Linked DNA regions of Gossypium hirsutum: regions 1 and 3 are each linked to region 2. The links are chromatin contacts, called in public Hi-C maps. All regions are on one chromosome and are shown on one strand. Each heading gives the region's core, a stretch centred on a gene start, on an enhancer-like site or on the middle of the called end of the contact. The rest is flanking DNA. Distances are from core to core; before and after follow the strand shown. Region 1 holds the start of LOC107891590 (transcription factor UNE10). Region 2 holds the start of LOC107924092 (putative pre-16S rRNA nuclease). Region 3 holds the start of LOC107926170 (scarecrow-like protein 6).

What was found. Hi-C and Micro-C count contacts between places; a contact is called where the count stands out from the background.
Region 1: a Hi-C map of leaf shows a contact between it and region 2, with 1.8 times the contacts expected there. The contact joins the promoter of LOC107891590 here to the promoter of LOC107924092 in region 2. A contact is called at or near these places in 4 of 34 Hi-C or Micro-C datasets (hypocotyl and leaf).
Region 3: a contact with region 2 is called in a Hi-C map of leaf, with 1.5 times the contacts expected there. The contact joins the promoter of LOC107926170 here to the promoter of LOC107924092 in region 2. A contact is called at or near these places in 3 of 34 Hi-C or Micro-C datasets (callus and leaf).

Annotation. Positions count from the first base shown.
Region 1 is chrA12:76,947,045-76,951,396 of Gossypium_hirsutum_v2.1, forward strand. It overlaps LOC107891590 (transcription factor UNE10), which reads right to left and starts at 2,308. Exons shown (of 5, transcript XM_016816439.2): 1 at 2,005-2,308; 2 at 1,254-1,908; 3 at 981-1,076; 4 at 610-675. The coding sequence starts at 2,111.
Region 2 is chrA12:76,714,711-76,719,146 of Gossypium_hirsutum_v2.1, forward strand. It overlaps LOC107924092 (putative pre-16S rRNA nuclease), which reads right to left and starts at 2,894. Exons shown (of 7, transcript XM_016854390.2): 1 at 2,553-2,894; 2 at 2,417-2,476; 3 at 2,219-2,331; 4 at 2,013-2,081; 5 at 1,361-1,412; 6 at 1,012-1,158. The coding sequence starts at 2,840. The coding sequence ends at 1,021.
Region 3 is chrA12:76,539,552-76,543,626 of Gossypium_hirsutum_v2.1, forward strand. It overlaps LOC107926170 (scarecrow-like protein 6), which reads left to right and starts at 1,314. Exons shown (of 1, transcript XM_016856971.2): 1 at 1,314-4,075. The coding sequence starts at 1,643. The coding sequence ends at 3,739.

The DNA.
Region 1 (4,352 bases), core at 1,058-3,557, 230 kb after region 2:
TTTGTAGACCACCAAAAAAATGTAAATATAATATAATATAATATAATATAATATAATATGATATAATATAATATAATAATAGAAAAAACGAAAATAAGACCCCACGAAATTATTGGCTGACAGTGAAGTGTAAGAAGACTTCCAAAATAACACCAATAAAAGTATATTATTTGATTGGTCAGCCTTTTTTTTATTCTTCCTTTTATTTTCTCTATTATTGTATATATTAGGTGGGTCTATTTATTTAAGGATCTTTCCTAAAATCTTTCCAATATTGTTTTGAGATAAATAATTTCGAATTTTGAATAAAATTAAGATGACAAATATAAAAAATAATTTTTATTTTTAAAAGAAAATTTCAAATACAAAAAAGAAAACACTTATAGGATAAAGTCTGTATTTTGTAAGTAGAATATATATATATATTATCATGTGCAGTACTGTACTCACGCTTCTTTTGACCATAGCCAGTGTTTGCAGGGTTTTTAATTGAACTGCATGGATTTTTATTTATCAATTCAACTTGTCTATTTCCTAAAATGTTTAATATTTTTTATTTAAATTTATATTAAAAAACTTAAATCTATTGAAAAATAAAATAAAACATACCTTGCTTGAATTAGGTACCAGTTTCTGTAATGTTTTCATCCTTTGATTTATCTTATCTCTTCTTTTCTGAGAAAATCCAAAAAAAAAAAGATAAATATTCATTATAGAGAAAATTAAAAAAATAATATTTATTGAGCATATTTAGAAAAAGTGAAGTTACTTTTTTATATATGCTTTTTTTTACCGAGCACTCACAGTTTGGCAACTAGCCTAAATATCGAATCCAATCGTTGACTCTGACTATTTTTTTAACTCAAAAAATAAATAAATAAATTTTTATATATTATAAATTTAAAGAGTGTTAAAAATGTCATGAATAGAATAATTAAATAAAATTTTGATGCGAATTAATTTAGTGGGAATAGACTTACACGTTCAGATTGGTTATGGATAGCTGCAGCTCTGCTCCTTTTTGTTGAAATGGAAGATTTCATAGTTTCTTTTTTGTCTTCCTCACCTGTCTCCTCCTTTAACACCCAAAATTTAAAAATAAAAATAAAATCAAATTACATGCACATGCACATGCAATAATAAATAATAATATTGATTGATTATGGAGTTCTATGAGACAACAGACATGTCCCGATAATGTGTTTTTGTAAGACAAGAAAATAATTGTAATAAATAATCGAATAGGACTTTGCCTGAGGTTTACTGTGAGAAGCTGAATCATGATCATTATCTGTTGCAGTCTTCGTGTTTTCAATGGAACCATGTGAAATAGAAGTGAAACCAACACCAAAATCTTTGTCGTACGTATCGATGGTCACGTTCCGGTGACTGTCTCTTCCGAACGTGGCACTGGCACTTGCGCTTTGTTCCCATTCCGGTGGTGCTACTTGTACACGCGCCGCCTTTGCGCGTTTCCTTGTGACATCGTCTTGTGTATTAACCGTCCCACTACAGGATCCTACCCTAGTGGAACATCCCATCATACAAGTTCCACCACCACCAAGATCCGGCATAGATTCCAACACGTGTACGGTGGTGGTCTTGTCTTCTGAACAAGGAACTAAAGCATCCATAGTCATAGTGGCTGATGAAGACACCGCCGCCGCCGAAACACGGTGGCGGTCCAACCATACCAATTCATCCCCACCAACACCTACAGAATCCTTACTACCATATGGAAAACAAGTAGCCTGGTTCACTATAGACTCTAAAGTGCCACCGCCACCGGCTCTTGGTTTATCCCAAGTGGTGGCGTTTAGTTGTTTAGCCACCGCACGTGGCGGACCTAAGCTGTGCATGGCTAGTTGCCCATTTTCCCATGTTAATTCAGCAACTTCATAATCTAACCTGCAAAAACAAAATCATGCACCACCGTCAATCAAAACCATAAATTAACTTGCACGTTATGTAAATAAAAACGAAGGGTTTTTCTCTTTTGTGTACATGGGAACATCAGGGGCAGTGGAATTTGAGTTGAAGCGGAACGAGTGATGGCGAGTGGTGAGTGGATTGTTGTCATCCAGTTCCCAACTCGGAACACACTGACTCATTTTCTAACAAAATCCGTTTTGCTTGAAAAATTTTCAAGTCTTAATGGGATTTGAGAATGGATTCATATAATATAGTGGGTACTGAGAAATAAATGGTGTACCCCCACCCCCCATAGTCTTTATGATTGTGGAGATAAGAATCAAAATGAATTGATGAGAGAGAAAGAGAAAGGATTCTGGTCCATATATGGTAAAATAGTTAAAATGGGAAATTAGGAAATGTTGAAAATAATAAGTGTCGATTTTTTTTTTAAAAAAGTTCGTCAACTTTGATTTTGAAAATGAAAACGAATAGGGGAGTTGTCGCCACTCTTTTTTAATAAGATGTGATCGGATCACCTCAAAAAGTAGTTGTTTTAATAAATTGTTTTGTTTTACTAAAATAGCGATTTTGGTCTACGAAATTCAAAAAAATGGGTTCCGGAGTTTATTACGTACGAGGAAGGATTAGCACCCTCGTAACGGCTAAAATTGGTACCTAATTGGTTAATTAATGTCTTAATGTCGAAAGTTGAAAACCCGAAAAGAATTTAAAAATACGATCCTCCCTTTTATTAGTGTTAATTTTACAAAAAAATGTTTGGATAAACTGAAGCAGATGTTAAAGACCTTCTTGTCCCGAAGTAACAAAATGTCACATCAAGTACGTTAGGACACGACATTTTAAACCCTCGAGAATAAGCTTATCCTTTGATAATCAAAACTCATACATTTTAATTTTAAACAGATATTCGGTCATTTGGGTCAAATGAGAAAAATCGAAACCCAGTACTTTAGGGCACAATCTCTCGAATTTCCAAATACGAAATATTGCATTTATTAAAGAATTTTTTTTATGAATTTAAGGTGAAAATTGATATAATATTTAAAAATGGTATGCAAATCAAATATTATGCTAACGAATGACAACAGTATGAGTGTACTAATAAACGATTCATAAGATACTATGACAATAATCGCGTAACATATATCAATTTAAACCAAGATTAACAATTAAAGAAAAATAAATGCATAATAAAATAAATAATAACAATAACAACAAAATGAGCCTCAATCGAGAAGAAACCAATTCTTAAAACAAAATAGGACGAGTGAATAAATGAATAAATGCATAAAAAGATATTGAAGAATGTGAAATAATAAAAATAAAGGGCCAAATTTATAAAATAAAATAATTTTAAAATTGGGTCAAAAGATATACATAGATAAATGATAAACTAAGATACATACATATATATATATTAGATAAATAGGTATATATATAAAAAATAATAGCAATAATATTGAAAAAATAATTAATTTAATAACACGATAATAAAAAAATAGTTAAATGTGAAAAACAACAAAAATAGTAATAATAATATTAAGTTAATCAATTTAATAAATAAATAACAAAATTAACAAAGAAAGGATTAAATCAAAATTAAAATGAAGTTGTAGGGATAAATAATAAATAAATAAAAGAAAAGGGCAGAAAAAATGAGCAATAATGAAACAAGCGCGAAGGTGGAGGACTAAATGGGAAATTATTCCTATTCCCGAAACGGCGTAGTTCACATGGGGACTGAAATGGAATAGAAATAGAATTCTAGGGTACAATTAAAAAGATAAAACAACGTAATAGGATCAAATTGAAACTAGCCTCAAATGCGGAAGGACTAGGGGCGCAAATAGACCCCTAGTCCAAAAACACGCGGATCCTAGACGATTTTCGGGTCGAGTCACGCGGGTCAAGGTGAAACGGCGCCATTTTGAGGACACTGAAATAGGCTTTAAACGTATAAAAGTCAAAAAAAATTTAAAATTTTTCATTCTATTCGGGTTTTAAAAAAAACTGAGTGGGGCGCTTTGATTTCTCTCTGGGGTCCCCGATTTTTGGTGATCGGACCACCGTCCATCCGTTGTCAGCGACTGCCTCATACGGCTACCGGAGATATAAAACTGGCCCCTTTCCAACCCTTTTTTAATTCCCTTTTTAACCCTAAACTTATATTTAGGGATGAAAACCCTAAAAATGAAAAAAACAATCGACCACTCCCCTCGTAAACCCTTGTATGCGTGCCTTGAAACCCGAACAAAACTCCAAAGAGTTTTTGGGGTTTCCACGACAGAAGAAAACTCCGATGGTGGCTGAGGACGAAGAAAATGGTGAGTCTCCTTTATGTATTGCTATTTTTGTGAGATATACATGAAAGAATGAAAAAGAAGAACAAATCACCTTCAATCTTTTTCTCTATTGAT
Region 2 (4,436 bases), core at 1,644-4,143:
AGAACATGATAACGCCTAAGATGAATTGGAACACTGGAGATTTGCTTGGTTCGGCCAGTTTCTCTATCCGTCTCATCTTGAATCTCCTTCCTGATGGCAAAGGGGAACAGAAGAGGCAAAGGGTAAAACAGGGAGGGTAAAGTGAAGCAGCACCTAAACTGAGCAAAAGGGACGGATTAGAAATCGGTGGATTTCACCGATTAGGGCAGTAATGGATTACACCCGTAATAGCATTACCATGAACCAAACAACGGAATAAAGGGCGCTTAAGTGGGGCCCACCGATTAGCCAATACACCCAACCAAACATGGTGTAAATGCTTAAATTGGGACTTAGACTTAATCTTCTAGGGATTGATCATATATAAAAGGCAAATCTTTCAAAATGATTATATAAAGGTCAATCCTTCACAATAGTGTTCAAATGAAAGCTAAATCTTTCAAAATGATCAATTAAGGACTAAAATTTTTCAAAAATGCTCAAATAGAGACTTTTCAAATGTCATATTTTGAGTTTTAAATTATATTTTTTTTTGAAATAATATTTGATTCAACTATTACATGTGCGTTCTATTCTAATCGCATCATATTCCCCTAATTTTTATTACAAATTTGACCCTTATTTGAAGCAAACCTCTAAATGGTTCAGCAAAGCACTAATTTGAGCATTTAGCATTAATAATATACCCTTTCCTCTTTATCCTATCATAAGCCTCTTAAATTTGTAGTCAACACCTACATATTCAACTCTTTGAGTTAAATGGTATTATTTTTCATAAATATAAGAGAACTAAAAGGAAATCTGGGATCCTAATTGTTCATATGTCACCCCAAGTGCAAGATTTTAACATTTTCTGTTCTTGGTTCTTTCCAGTTTGGTTTAATGGAAAATTTTGCAGCAAAATCACTTAGGTAGACTAGGAGTTGCAATTGTTAAGCACTACTTCATATGCACTCTCAAATTCATATTCCCTAAACTCTAGATAAAACACAAGGATTTGGTTATCCTTACAAGGTATTATCAATCAACAAATTCTTCAGGTGAAAAATCGATGTCCAGTGGTGTACCCTTTCTGAGTTTTTCTTGCAAATCAATCTGTTTCGGCAAAACAATCTCAATGTCCTCACCGGAAATGGCAAAGTATCTCTCTAGTAATATCTGCAGTAAGAACAAAAAAAAAAAAAAAATAAATAATAATAATAATAATAAGAGGTATAAGAAGAAAATGAACGACATCAAAATTGAAATCCATGGTCTTCTTTACAAATTAAACCAAAAGTTCACTACAACCATGAATCACCATTGAAGAAGTATACTATTATCGTTTTTCAATCATAAAAAAGAGAAAAATGCTACAGACCACAGCAGCATATGCATCGGAGGTTTTTTGGCGTGCAGACTTGTTGAGACCCCTGAAAGACAAGTGAAAGAATTATGCTCCAGTTCAGACATCAAGAAGAAAAAATTTCAAAGATACAGAAATATCATGACCCAGAACGTTATGCCTTTGCAATTGTCCTCTTTTCATAACAAGTCGTAGGCATCAACAAACCTAACATGCTAGGCCATGTTGCAAGGCACCAACAGGTGCGTCTTCACAGATTTGAACTCGCGGCCTTACACACAAATGAGCAATACAACAGTCAATCAATTAGTATAGTGCATTCTTTTGCATGCAAAGGATCTATGTATATCCAAAAAGGACAATTTCGACATGCTAGGCCGGGTCATGAGGCACAATCTGCAATTGTCCTCTTCTCATAATCACAAATCTTCAATATAAGGACCCGACCTAGCACACTAGTCCACCTTGTGAGGCACAAACAGATGCGCGTGGCCTTACACACAAATGAGTGCACTCTGCAATATGACCAACACTCAATTAGTATAGTGGAGTGCATTCTTTGGCATGCAAAGGATCTATGTGTATCCAAAAGGGACAATTTTGGAGACACAGCCGTCAGAGTCGTGACTTGGACAGGAAATATCAAATTGGGGAAACTTATTTGTACAAGTTAATCATCCTGTAAGCAGCTTCTGATGATGTCCCATGTTCATCTTGTAGATACACTCTCCAACCCCTGAGTTTGAGTAAAGCAATTGAGACACACACACAAAAAAAAAAGTGATTTTTTATGCAAATTAAGACCAACCCAAATGGTTGAAGCAAATACGCAAACAGTTTGGACTTCAAGCGAGAAACATAAAAAAACATTACCTCTCGGCAGCTCGAACCGCTAGCCGTCCGGCAATACTACGAACTTTGTTCGATTGAGGGGTCTCCTTTCCATCCCAAGATTTAGGGATTCCAATTATAAATTCATCAACCTCCTACAATATATATAACTCTACCATTACACCGAAAATTTGCATTTAAAAAGCTTCGAATTAAAAGAGAGAAAGTAAATTTTTTAACCTCTCTTTCAGCCATGTCAAGCAGTTGTAGCTCAAGTTTTTGTCCTCTCAATTTCAAAACCTATAAAGATACAGAAACAGGGAAAACATCGAACAGGTAGTAAACTGAAAACCAAATTGAATGATGTTATTAGTACCGTGAGTGGACGAACGGAGAAACCTTTGCTAAGGGCAAGACCGGTACGTGATGAACCCAAATCCACGCCTAGGCTGAACCCTACTGTACATTGTGGATTGGTTTTACGGCGAAGGGCATTTGGGGGGAATTCTTGGAGAGACGACGACAAGGCATTGGGTTTCGGATTATAATTACGGATTAGGGTTGAGAAATAAGGAAGAAAAAATGGGGATTTTGAGAAGATTAGGTTAGGGTTGGTTTTAGATGGATTGAAAAATGGATGTGATTGCAATCGCGGTGAAGACATTGGAGATTGAGTGTCATACACTAAGCCCCCTAGCTTCCCTATCCAAGCAGAAAATTGTTGGGGGATTTTAAAACATGATCCCTCTATAACGAGTAAATTTAAGATTTACTATTTATACTTTAGTTGTTGCACTAGAGTCGAATTACATTTTGTCCCTTCTGCTAAAAATTGAATAAAGTAGTCCCTCTAAGTTAGATCAAAGAGTAAATTGGTTATTCTTTTAAAAATTTCATCAATTCCGATTGTTAAAAATTTATTCATGTACATCAACATGAGGTACATGTGACACGTCACGGTGTTATTATTTTGTTATTTTTTTAATCATGCCAATTTTTACTTTTTAATAGTAGTATTGAATCAATTTTTAACTAGAAATGACCAAATTACTCTTTGATCTAATGTACAATGATTAATTTGCCCATTTTTTAGTAAAGGAGGCAAAATGCAATTTGACACACAATATAGGGGCCTCTCTAGCATTTTTACCCAATAATTTGACATAATTTGGTTCCTATACATAATATCATTAGTTAGTAGAAATGCTAACTACTTGAACTAACTAATGTTATAGTAAAATTAAAGATAAAAGTACCGGGTAGGTCTTTTATTATAAGAATAAAATCAAATTAGCTCATATATTATTAAATAGATTAATTTAGTCCATATATTATTAAAAATAATAAACCATGATCGAATTTTAACATAATTAACATTTATAATTTAAAAAAATCATTTATTGTTTAAATTTTTTAAATTTTTTTATGGTTTTAAAAATGAAACATTTTGTTTAAATTTGAAATACAAATGAAAAACTAAAAATTTTTTGTGTCATTTTTAAAATATATGACAAAATTATGAGTTAAAGGATATGAGAGGTTTTTGTATTAGGGGACTGAATCAAATTAATTCTTTTATTATTAAATGGATCAATTTAGTTTATGTACTATCAAAAAGGATTAAATAAGTCCAAATTGTAAATGAGTTTAAATTTACTACATAAAAAATACCTTGAAAATTATTTTTTTCAATTGCAGTTCAATTCCAAACACAAAATTTCATTTATAGAACCATAAAAATTTTAAAAATATTAACTTTGTGAAATATTAAATGACGTTTTTTATGCAATAAACGTTAACTATATTCCAATTTAGCCTTGTTTGATTCCTTTTAATAGTAGAGGGACTAAATTGATCCATTTAATAGCATAAGGATTAATTTGATTAGATACCTATAATATAGGGACCTCTCAGGTATGTTCACCCAAAATTATGTTAAATTCATGCAAATTCACCCAGTTAAGGTGGGCTTCCTTGCTTTCCACATTAGAACCAATGGGCTCCATTGACGTCGAGTCGGCCGTCTCTTTAACCGGGTTATTTTGAAATACCACTTGGGCTTTTGGCGTGGACGTTGCCCTCCTACTAAGCCTTGTAGAGGGAAGAATGATAAAAACACCTTTCAAGTCCCTCTCAATTTTGATATTAAGCAAGTTGATCCCTTTCAAAAAAAATTGAAGTAATTTAAACTGTGAATTTCGAAAGTAAGCAACTAAGTACTATTAATTACTAGAATTCTACTTGTAAAATTAAAAGGCTT
Region 3 (4,075 bases), core at 64-2,563, 180 kb before region 2:
AATATTTTTATTATTGAAAGCTCGATTGATTGTTTTAAAAAAATAAAATATATGTTTTTTTAATTTTATTTATGCAATTAGATTTTTTTATATAATTAAAGGTTAATTACATCATACATATTTAAATTTAAAATTTAAAAAAATTAAGACAAATTTAATCCTATTTTATATTGGTTTAGGGTATTAATTTATAAATAAACGGAAAAAAGAAGAAGCTATAGCCTCCTTCCTACCACATGATGTTCTCTATTACTTCAACGAAATCTTTGCAAGTAATTTTTTTCCTAGTTACAAATTTGATTTAGCACTTTTTTGAATGAAATACTTGTTTGTTTGTTTTTTTTTTGTAAATTATGGGTAGAATTGTTATATTTAAACTGTGTAAGAATTTTGAGTTAGAACATTTATGATTTTATATTCCTATAATTTAATTATTTGTAGTTTTTTTGAGCAAAACTTGAAATCAATTTATTTTTCTATGGCTAGCATTTAGCTAAAACAAAACATGATTTCAGGTTTTTTTTTTAAATTTATTCCAAATTAAATTTTATATATTCATAATTTTATATGTGCATTATTTTATTTAAAAAATATATATAAGACAAAATTAAAATAATTTTACTTTCAATTAAAATTATAAATTAAAAAATAATTTAAAAATTATCAATTAATTTTCATTATTAAATATTTAATCCAAATATTTGTTAAGAATAAAGTTATTGTAAATATTAAATAAATGAATATTATTTATTATTTAATAATGATAAATTCATAAATTATCATTATATTCCTAAGAAAATATTCAATGAACCAAACGTAATATTGTAATTTTCTCGGGATTTTAATTAATATTTTTCAATGTTATACCAATTGTTATAAAGTAGCTTTCCCGACATTCAGATTCCTAACAATCAATTATATTTTAAGGCATCATATTCTGTTAAAATCATGACATGGAAAAGTATTAAACACTACCTTAATATTTTAATCAATATTTATATTAAAGAAATTAATAATGAAACTTAGGGGGAAAAAAAGAAATTAAAAGGGAAGTGAAATTGAAAATAAATGGAAAAAAAAAAGTAGCATATGATTTACAACCAAGCCCTCATTGAGGGGACATTAATAATAATTTCCTTTTTTCCTTTTCGATAACCATTAATAATATTTTCCTTAATAAAATGGAGTGATTAAGGAAACATCTGGTATACACGCGCGGTGGATGTGAGAGTAGGGCTTAAATGAACGACAGAAAACCCTACCAGGGAGATAACTACGTCTACAGACAAAAGCCACATAAAAAAATAAAAACAATAATACAGAAAAAATAAAGTAGAGAGAGAAAGAAGATGAAGGGCACTTTACCACTTTTATATGTTGCACGCATCCATAGCAGAATACAGAAGGAAACCCCATAGTACTACTACTTAACAAAGTCTCAAACAACAAGCAAAAAAAAAAAAAAGAAAGAAAGAAAGAAAATGGTGTGTTTGTGGTACTAAAAAAAAATTGGAGTCTTTGAGGTACAAGATGAAGAAGAAGCTAAGTCTTTCATGGTAGGACTTTTTTTTTTCTTTTTTAGAAAGTTTATCAATAGGGAAGTTTTGGGTTTTGGGTGTTTTTTATTTTTTGGTTGTTTTAGATGAAGGCCATGCCCCTATCCTTTGAGGAATTTCAAGGGAAGGGGGCTTTAGATTTTTCTTCTTCAACATCATCTTGTTCAGATTCATCACTGTTATTACAACACCAGCATCAACAACACGAAAAAGAAGGGAAGTGGCAGAACAAGGGAGGAGATTGTTGCTATGTGGGCAGTGAGCCCATTGATAATAATATTAAGACCGGAAGAAAAAGAAGCCCAAGTCCTTCTTCAACACTGTCTTCTTCTCTCGGCGGTGGAGGCAGCGGTGGTGGTGCCTCCACGGATACAACCGGTGTGGCAGCCACCACCACTGTTGTCTCTGCCACCACCAATACAAGCCAGTCCTTGGATGTAGGAAAATGTGGTTTAGGTATGGAAGATTGGGAGAGTGTTTTGTCTGGTTCTCCTAATCAAGACCAGTCCATTTTGAGGTTAATTATGGGTGATATTGATGACCCTTCTATGGGGTTAAACAAGATTCTTCAACCACCAAGTGGCGGCGGCGGCGGTGGGTCGGAAAATATGGAGTTCAATGCTGGTTTTGGTGTGGTGGATCATGGTTTCGGCTTCGATTCCATTACTAGTAGCGTTAGCTTGATCAACAACGTCGACCCTCCTATAAGCTGCTCTGATTTTCCGGTGACATCAAATCCGCCGAGTCTTTTGCCGCCTCCTTCGCCGTGTGTATTTCCACAACAGCAATCACAGCTTCAGGTTATGGATGAAAAGCCACAGATTTTCAATCCGCAGATGATAATAAACCAGAATCAAGCTCGGTTTACACAAAACCCGACCATGTTCTTACCTCTTTCGTATGCTCAATTGCAAGAGCATAGCCTTTTATCGCCTCCGCCGCCGAAGCGATTCAACTCCGGTGGACCTTTTTCGGGTTCGGGACCGGAGCTTTATCTAAGGCGTCAACAGCAACAACAGATCCAAATGCTTCAGCAAAGGCCAATTACAGGGAAACCGAAAATCGTTACGGATGATCTGGCGAACCAGCAGCTTCAGCAGGCGATAATTGATCAATTAATTCAGGCCGCAGAGCTGATCGAAACCGGTGATCCGGTACTCGCGCAAGGGATATTGGCGCGGCTCAATCACCAGCTCTCCCCTGTAGGTAAGCCCTTTATAAGAGCTGCTTTCTACTTCAAGGAGGCCTTACAATTATTACTTCCTTTGAACACTAGCAATACATCAGTTATGTCCAATTATAACATGATATTCAAGATTGGTGCTTACAAATCGTTCTCCGAGATATCTCCGATCGTTCAGTTCGCGAATTTTACTTGTAATCAAGCGTTACTCGAGGTTTTCGAAGGGTGTAATAGGCTTCATATAATCGATTTCGATGTTGGTTATGGTGGACAATGGGCTTCTTTGATGCAAGAACTTGTTTTAAGAAATGGTGGTGCACCTTCTATGAAAATTACTGCCTTTGCTTCACCTTCAAGTCATGATGATATCGAACTCGGTTTCACAATCGAAAACCTTAAGCATTATGCTAGTGAAATCAACATGGATTTTGATATCGAAATCATGAGCCTTGAGGCCTTGAATTCGGGTTCTTGGCCGTTGCCTTTGCACTTGGGCGAAAACGAAGCGATTGCTGTTAATCTCCCGATCGGTTCATTTTCCAATTACCCTTCAATCTTGCCCTTGGTCCTTCGTTTTGTCAAGCAGTTATCGCCCAAGATTGTTGTCTCGTTAGACCGAGGTTGTGACAGAACTGATGTCCCGTTCCCTCACCATATAATCCATGCACTCCAATCGTATTCCGGCCTCCTTGAGTCCCTTGATGCGGTGAACATGAACCTTGATGCCTTGGAAAAGATTGAAAGGTTCTTCCTTCAACCAAGCATTGAAAAAATTGTGTTGGGTCGACATCGGTCTCTTGAAAGAAGACCTCCATGGAGGAGTTTGTTTATACAATCCGGATTCTCTCCATTAACTTTCAGTAACTTCACCGAGTCTCAAGCCGAGTGTTTGATTCAACGAACTCCAATTAGAGGTTTCCACGTCGAGAAGAGGCAGTCATCTCTCGTTCTTTGTTGGCAGAGACGTGAACTAATCGCGGCTTCAGCTTGGAGGTGCTGATAATGATACCCGGTTTTTGCCCGGAACCTAATGCATTTTTAGTTTCTGATATCTTTGTTTTCCTTGAAATTTTTGTTTTGCCTGTGATTCTCTTAAAAAGCTAATTGTCTATTATGTACCATTAGGTCCCTATTGTTTGAAATCAAAAACCAAAAACATTTTAGCTAAAAACTGTATGGCTATGTACAGCTTACTTCCGATGTGTGAATTAACTGTTTTGGGTTCGTTTTACTCTCTAAATCGTCCTTTGTTGTACACTTAAACAACCAAGGCAAAAAAACAAGATTATGGGTAAAGAACCTTTCAAATTGAATGAATTGTTGCTACAAATTTGAT